2 separate regions of the Hordeum vulgare genome follow, and region 2 is linked to region 1. Evidence: chromatin contacts called from public Hi-C data. All regions are on one chromosome and are shown on one strand. The core of a region is the stretch at or near the end of the contact, and the rest is flanking DNA. Distances in the headings are between cores, read along the strand shown.

Region 1 (4,431 bases), core at 886-3,385:
ATAGCAATTGGACGCATAAGGCAATTTACCTGGCATAAATATTCACCCAAAATTACAATGCACATCCTACATTGGCATTAAATTTCTAGGCTCACAAATACAAAGTGCTCAGAAAGCCATCTCAACTTTCCAAAGTTCCCAAACATAAACAAATGTTTGTGCTCATCCCAAAATCGCATAGTTTCAAGCATGGAAAAATAGCGGGCTATAGCACCTGTATAACATTTTAGACGAGCTCCCGCTACAGCGATGCGGTTTCTACTGCTACTGCAGCTACGCCCACTGAAGCACGGCTAACCTCTGCTAAATACCATAGCAGTTGGAGGAGCTTAGCGCCGCTATTCCAAATTTGCCAGTCAGAATGCTAGAAAAGAAGCCCGCGCCAGTTTCCATCATGCAGCGGCCCAAAACACAATCGATAAACCAGCACCAATGATTAGAAAGACTAGACTAACCATTCCCCTCTCTTCTGCACCCAAAAGACTGTGGGTCTGAGGAGGCTGCATACTGCGGCTGCTACACCTGAGGCTGCAACTAGCAGTGAGTGCCCACATAGGACTCTGGCCTTCACTGACACCATGACAAATATTTATGAGTTTACAAATTTACATCTCTAAATATACTAAGCTCCCTAGAAATGTAGCTCTCTGGTGCATCGTGGACGGATTGGACGAGTGGGTCCCGGTTGTAAGAGTGTGTTCGTTGTTTTTAGCAGCTTAGATCCATCTATTGGGGAGGCATTTGGCCCACTGGGTGCAAGAAAAACGCGTTTGATACCATACACAGGCTTGCACTCTCACGAACCTTAAAGCAGCCCAAACTAGGAACGCTCGAATATGCCGTTTCCAGCGAGCTAGGCTGAGTCAAGTGCAGAAGGGCGCATGGCATACGAGGCGGTGCAGGGAGGAATAGGCGTGGAGATGGCGGAAGACCAAAATCCGCCGACCCAGGATGGTACAAAATCATGCATCCCCCCCCCCCCAACACACACACACACAAACACACACACTTACTCGCTCACCTCTAGCGGTAGGACAAACCCAACATCAGTTCTTGGCAGCGGCGGCGAATCAGATCAGAGGAAGCGAAGGCGGCGACTTCAATCTTCGGCAGCGGGACTTGCTTCTCCCCTTCGTCTTCGACTCTGTCTCGTCCTCCTTGTTTCATCTAAATGTGGTGAAATTCCTGATTTCTAGACCATATATGACATGTTTTTTTCTACAAACCGCTAGATAGTTTAGGTTCCTCTAGCTCGCTGTAGCTATTATAGCTTCTGGGAAGGCCGCCGCTAAACTATTTAGCCCGCTACTTAATACCTTAACTTTTCAAGTCAAGAACAAGGGCAACTCAGCAGCGATGAAAAACAAGCATGACGAAACCCAATCATAACCCCTCACTGTATGTGCCCACGCTGCAGTCCTAAATACTACAATTTCCCACGAATTAGTTGCTGCAGGAAGAGCTCTACATAGAAAAGCTGACAACTTTGATCCTCGCGGACACAACTATTTGATGCCCTATTGTGGCCAGGTAAGTATTTGATGCGTACCTGCTTCATCCGGCCGTGGCCCTTCTGGCGGCAGAACTCGAGGTAGCGGAACCAGAGGTCGAGGTCGCCCTTGAACCTGACGGTGGCCATCCTGTAGACGTCGAGGACGCGGAGGACTCCCGCGAAGTCGGAGATGGACTTGGCCCACTTCTTCTTCTTCCTCCTCCTCTTTTTGCCATCCTCGTTTGTGTCCTTGTCCTCGTCGGAGTGGGTAGGGTTGGGCGTGGCGCGTATGATGGCGCGCTTGCGCAGGTCGCGGAGCGCGTCAACGCGGAGCAGGTAGGCGATGTAGTCGAGGAAGTCGGCCTTGCGCGGGGAGTGACGGCGGAGGCGGAACTCGAAGTCGCGGCGGCGGCGCACGACCTCGGCGAGCTCGGCGCGGGTGAAGAGGCCCCGGCGCTCGAGGTCGTCGAGCTCATCGGACATCCGCTCGAGGCGGTACTGCACCGCGTCCGCCATCTCGGCGCTGGCGCGGTGGAGCTGATGCTAGGGTTTAGGGTTTTGGTTGCGGCGTGGAGGGTGGGGAGGGGAGGGCCGCCACGGCAACGAGGATGGTAGAGAAAAGAGTGAGAGGGGGTGGTCGCGCCGTCGCTGTGGGAGAGGGGATGGTGTCTGTTGAGCGGGCTGCTGGGCTGAGGCAACGCAAGTTGGGTCAAACTTCGGGCCCTTGGTGGGCTAGCCACTTGAGGCCATTTCTTATTTTTACTCGCACCATTTTGCAACAACAAAAAATGCAAACCCCTTTATTAAGTGGCAATCAAAATAGCATCATTTACAAGCACAGGGGCAATGGCAGTAGGTGCCTCATCAAACCAGGTACCACGTGGATAAAACCTAGCAATCCTCGCCAATTCATGTGCTACATAATTTTCTTCTTTATGACATTGTTTGTAGTGGATTTGTGATAGATCGAGCCATATGATAACAATCGTCGAAAATAGCAGCACACAATCCCGAGAAAGTACCACCATCTTGCATTGCGGCGATTACATCAGAATTGATGATTAACCTAGAGCATTCGAATGACTGGGCAAGATTCAGACCAAAGCGAAGAGCAGTAGCTTCAACCATGAGAACATCCACACAAACCCCTAGATTATTGTTCCCTGCCGCCAAGAACTTTCCGGAACTGTCACGTAATACAGCACCCACAATGGCTCGGAGTGAATCACTATCATAAGCAACATCCACGTTAAGTTTTACAAAGCCAGCACTAGGGCGAGTCCATATGATCCTTTTCACCTTTGCCTTAGGCTTATAGGCTGCTGAAAAGTTGTATGTCACAGCTCGGATAGCAGAGATTATTTGTAGGTTGCTGCGTTTGCTCGTCGTGTACCAACTTTGTTCTTTCCCACCATAAGTACCAGACCGCAACAGCCATGAGATGGTCTGATCTAACTTGCCCAAGGACACGTGTTTCGTCTGCATGAAGACAAAGGAGATATTCAAGCATCGCCTCGCCCACATGATCCACTTTACAAGCATGCTCAATAGCATCTTCAAATCCCAAACCCAACCAAACCTGTCTAGTTTTCTGACATTGGAAAAGCATATGTTTAACGCTCTCAGACAACTCGCAGGCTGGGCATTTTGTACTTACCTTCATATGTCTATCAGCTAGGGTTACAACGGCATGGCAGGGTACCATGAAGAGCTCTCCAAAGGAAAAAATCCACCTTGGCAGGGTAACCCAGTTTCCACACAACATCCCAAATTGGGTTTATATTCACGGACTAGGACGATATGTTGCAGCCCTTGATAAATATTTATCATTCCATACTGCATAGTAAGCCGACCTAACCGAAAAGGCTCCAGTTTTTGTGAGGTTCCAAGCAACAAAATCTGTCATATCATATGATGGTAGCGGGATAAAGAGGATACAAATCACATCCACCGGCCAAAAAATCTGCTCAACTAGTTGTATAATCCATTAACCTGTGGTCGAATATCAAATCAGATATCAAATCAGCCACCTTAGAGAGCAATTGATTGCCCCTCCCACCCACCGACAATCTAGATGGGACTATGGTATCCATGCATCAAACCAAATATTAATATTTTGTCGATCTCCAACTCGCCAAACATATCCTAGCTTTAGTGTATTCACTCCTTCCATAATGCTTTGTCATGTATAGGACTCCTTCTTCTTCAAAGTGGCATTAAGCAAGTCGCCATCAAGAAAGTATTTCGCACGAAGTATTGTGGCACAAAGAGACTTGGGATTATCTATCAAGCGCCAAGCTTGTTTGGCCAATAGAGCAAGATTGAAATTGTGTATATCTCTGAACCTCATTCCACCTTCTTTCTTTGGTACACACATTTTCCACCAGGCAAACAAAGTGCATTCTCTTTTGGGTAGCATCATCACCCCACCAATATTGCGCCATCGCATCTGTAATTCACTTACAATTTTTTTAGGGATTTTGAAGACCGACATAGCATATGACGACGCCGCGTCCTTCGCCCTCGGCTCCCTCCGTCGTCCGCCCCTCGTTGTTCGCCCCCTCCATGGTCCGCCCCCTCTGTCGTCCATCCCCTTCATCGTCCTCCCCTTCGTCGATAGCCCTCTGCCCTTCGTCCTCTGCCTCCTCCGAGAAAGCCCACCACCTTCGGCGCCCCCTAGCCTCGAGCGAGCTCCCCTACACGCTGAATGGTGATGTCCAAGGGTGTCATTTCCCTCGTGGGTATCGCTAGCAAGCTCATCTTCCTCCTCATCTCTATCTTTGATGCTGCTGCTACAGATTTCCTGTTGGACAAATGTTGAATGATTATTGTTGCGGCAGATGAATGATGTTGTTATTTGCTAGAGATTTGGTATATGATATACTAGTAGTTGCTTGCTTGATGGATGGTGCATATTTAGTTTTCTTGCAAGATGATTT
Region 2 (4,431 bases), core at 614-3,113, 230 kb after region 1:
TTAGTTGACAGCTCAAACAAAGAATACAATTGGAAACCATTCAAAATGCATCAGGTATTTTCCATACCTTTGTTTTCTGTTGTGTAGTAGAGGATGAAAAGCAGAAAAACCTAACCATAAGTCAACTCTAGTGCCAACTGAGCTAACACCAGATCCAAAAACAGAGTCGATTCAATCACATTGCTAAATCACAGGCCTGTCTTGGAAGAGAGCTCAGCTCAAAAAAAATTGTTACATCTCAGCTACTGTCCTCAATTAACCATAATCAACAAAAAGCCCCTCCAGTGCACGCCGTAATCTCCAGATGTATGATGGGATTACTCCCAAAGGCAGTGATACGTTGAATGCAGAATTGTTGCAAATCCACACCCACTCAGAGGTGCGAGACCTGAATGATCTCTTGATATCTGCCAGAATGGAAGAAGGATTTAGGAACTAGACTATTCCAGGAGGTTGCATGTAGTCGTGGAAATCCTGCAGAAACAAGAAGAGTGTGAGCAATCTGGCACGCATCATACCTAACATGTGAAATGTTGACTTGAAATGTTCCACTACGTATGGTTTTAGCATCTTAAACATACACTCCCTCCGTCCCACAATATAAGAGTGTCTTGCAAGCGAAAACGTTCAGCATTAGTGAACAGAGGTAGCACTAAGGAGAACCATTTCTTGAACTAATGATAAACTTAATCATCACCGAGTACAAAATGTTCAGTTCCATGCAAGAACAAAGCATATGCATGCCACTGCTATTCGACTGAGACTATAACAAGTCCAAGCAAACCTGAGTTGGTAGAGTCCACAATTATCGCCAATATATACTACAGTACCTTGCAAGTTGCAACAAAAAGGACAAGATCCAAACAGAAAGGGTTCTTGATGTCACTGATTCCGATCACAATTATTGTGATTTGAGAGATCCTGCACCTCAACCCCAGAAGTCCCTCCACACCACACTTTCTCTCCTCCCGTGAGCGGGGGAAGCAAGCGAAGGGCACTTTTTCCTGTTTTCCCGTTCGCATGTCACGACTTGCACGAGACAGAAGCTGACACGTCAATGTCCTTTCACTGTATTTTACAGCCGAAAGATACAACTTTTGCACTGCTATAATAATTATTAATGAGCCTTTTCAATATGAAAAATCTGGTAACGATGGTGGGAAGGAGTAGTAGTATTATGCTCAGTGCAGCTATTTTAAAATATCTGGGATTAAATCAAAGAGAAAGAATCAAAACAAAGTCGCGATTCTACCCATTAAGCCACCGTACAGCTAGCTTCCACTACAACGCGATTAGATTCGAGTAGCCAGGCCATAGATTCGTGTCGAATCCAATTCGATATGGACCATCCCAGTGTTCTTGCTTGGAGGAAACCAAATCAAAGAACGGGAATCGGCAGCTGAAATCAAGAACGGGGCCCGGCCTGACGAACCGAGAAACAGCCCGAATCTATCTAGCATGTATGGTCGAGCAGAGATCATGAAACAGTAAAACCAAATCTAACAACATGAATCCACTAGAATCTAACTAAAGGAAGGAGACGATAACGAAGAAGAAGAAGAAGAAGATGAAGAAGAAGAAGCCAGTGTTACCTTCTCCTCTCGGCTGCTCTCGCTCCCTCTTCCACGTGAGCGGCGGACGGCGGTGCTTTTTGTACAGTTGGATTGGATCTGCCTATGTGGGCGTGCGCGTACGGCGAGTTGTACTCGGATTGGTTAGCGCGAAGAGAGAGATGAGGGAGGAGGAAGAGGGGTTGTTGTGGTCGTGTGGTGCGCCGCAATCGCAATTGCTAACGTGCGGAGGGTAAGGTGTTCAAGTTTGATTCCATCCTCTTCTTTTCTGGATTTTTATAAGGGGATTTGATAACTTTACACTACGATAAGGTAATATTATAGCTGGCCAAACGGACAGGCCGGCCGCGAGCCGGTCCGCACGGCCCGCCATGGCCTATACCTGGCCAAACGGGCCGGGCTAAACAGGCCGGCCCGCCATGCCGGCACGTCATGGGCCCAGCCCGACACGATTTAAACGGGTCGTGCCAGGCACGCGGCACGCCTCGGGCCGTGCCTGGGCCTGAGGGCTGGGCACGCGGGACGGCACGTTTATTTTTTATATAAATATAGGATAAAAAAAACCTAATATAGACCAAAATCGGCCCAAAACACAACCCAATATATTAAAATAGGCCCAATAAACAGTCTAACAAGCCAAAATCAGTCCAATAATAGCCTAAAAAATAGGCTAGCGGGCCAGGCGTGCCTACGGGCCGGCCCGTATAGCCTTCGTGTCGTGCCTGGGCCGGGAGGCTGCGCCGGTGGGCCGGTACGGCACGGCCCGGCTAATAATCGGGCCAAGGCATGCCGTGTCGTGCCTGGCACGATTATGGTGGGTCGGGCCGGGTCGTGCCGGGTCGACCCGTTTGGCCAGGTCTGCCATGGCCAGCCACGGCACGACTTAAACAGATTTGTGCCATGCACACAACATGCCTTGGGTCGTGCCTACGCCTGGAGGCTGGACACGCAGGCTGACACGACATGGTCCATTTATTTTTATATATATATTTAGATTTTTTTAATATATATATATATATACATAATATATGACTCAATATGTTAAAAATAAGCTCATGGGTTAAAAATATACGACCTAGCGTGTTAATCGGACCAACACGTCGATCCATTTAATAATCGGGTTGTGTCTGGGTCTGGAGACGCAGCGGTCGTGCCGTGTCGGGCCCGTTTGGTCAGGTATGGGTAATACCAACTGAATTGTGTATTCTCCTCAAAACTAAATTTGTTATTTACAAGTGTTAGGGCAACTCCAACATCATCGCGTACCAAAACATCTTTAAATGTCTCAAATGTCCGAGGATTGGTTCGAATGTTTGGAATATCGCAAATCAAAAGAAAATCTTGGGAGGTTTGTTGGGTTGAGGATGCAATTTTAGGTCTTGATCAGCAATATTTCCTTTCGTCTATTTATTAGACAAACGAAAGGAAGAATTGAACTGAGATAAGTGGTTTTTATCATTTCGTTGTCTTCAAACCACTCTTACCCTTTCTTTCACTTCCTTTCCTAATGTGTCACTCATATCAATCCCTATTGACGGTGTAGTACACCGTAATGGCTTCTCAAAGGGGAGCACGGCAGTGGGCCTGCCCCAGGGCTCATGCAGCTGAGATGGAACCCACGAAAAAGGGAACCCGGAGGATCGGATAGATTGAGGCAGCATCTTGGTGAGCAAGCCAAGGTGGCGGCGGCGCAAGATCAAGCAAGCCCTCATGTAAACCCTAGCCCATGCCATATATATATAAGGCGGGGATGGTCCTAGCCATTTCCATCTACACTTGTAGTTTATACTCTCGGTAGCAAGAAACACCATCTTCATTGTAATCCCTCGCATGAGGAACTACATCATGAATACACATCACAAACATGGCATAGGATATTACCTACTCTGAAAGGCACGAACTTGGGTACCCCATCATGTGAACTCCGTTATGTCACTTTTTGATTGTGTTCGCCACCCTACCATGGGTACTGACAGTTCTACGTACCATCAGCTGGCACGCCAACCGCAGGTTGCGTCGGAGAACAAATCCAGATCGGATCTCTGTTCATGCTTGGTGACTACATACCAGGCCAAACCTTCACCCTCAGCTCCTTCAAGCTCGTCGTCAATGGCCGCAACCACTTTACAACGTCGCGTGATCCTCAATCGACGTCTCTCGCTTTGGGAGCCTCAAGTTCCACTTTGATCGGTACAGAGATATTGTATGCGTTTGCGCTCCTTCATCACCCCTTGCGCGGAGAACAACGCCGGCTACAATCAAACACTGGACAGTTGGATCTTCAATATCCCACTATTCTACCAACACGAGAGAGTCAACATGATCATTTCAGCCGTCGACACTCGGTCGGCCCCGGAGCTTACTTGTCGCATGGTTTATTTCATCGCGCAAATCCGACAGAGCTATAGATAATTGCAAGGCACTACCACACTTGGGCACGTTGTGACGGATAGATACCAATAGTCACTCAAAGGGGAGCACGGTAGTGGGCCTGCCCCAGGGCTCATGCAGCTGAGATGAAACCCACGAAAAAGGGAACCCGCAGGATCGGATAGATTGAGGCAGCATCTTGGTGAGCAAGCCAAGGTGGCGGCGGCGCAAGATCAAGCAAGCCCTCATGTAAACCCTAGCCCATGCCATATATATATAAGGCGGGGATAGTCCTAGCCATTTCCATCTACACTTGTAGTTTATACTCTCGGTAGCAAGAAACACCATCTTCATTGTAATCCCTCGCATGAGGAACTACATCATGAATACACATCACAAACATGACATAGGATATTACCTACTCTGAAAGGCCCGAACTTGGGTACCCCATCATGTGAACTCCGTTATGTCACTTTTTGATTATGTTCGC

What was found. A called contact is a pair of places that touch in the nucleus more often than the background predicts.
Region 2: a Hi-C map of seedling shows a contact between it and region 1, with 4 times the contacts expected there. The contact joins the promoter of LOC123426370 here to the promoter of LOC123426368 in region 1. A contact is called at or near these places in 2 of 6 Hi-C or Micro-C datasets (leaf and seedling).

What each region holds. Positions count from the first base shown.
Region 1 is chr2H:383,496,878-383,501,308 of MorexV3_pseudomolecules_assembly, forward strand. LOC123426368 (U3 small nucleolar RNA-associated protein 6 homolog) reads right to left here and starts at 2,136. Exons shown (of 6, transcript XM_045110179.1): 1 at 1,550-2,136. The coding sequence starts at 2,008.
Region 2 is chr2H:383,724,898-383,729,328 of MorexV3_pseudomolecules_assembly, forward strand. LOC123426370 reads right to left here and starts at 1,864. Exons shown (of 5, transcript XM_045110181.1): 1 at 1,593-1,864; 2 at 68-474. The coding sequence starts at 118.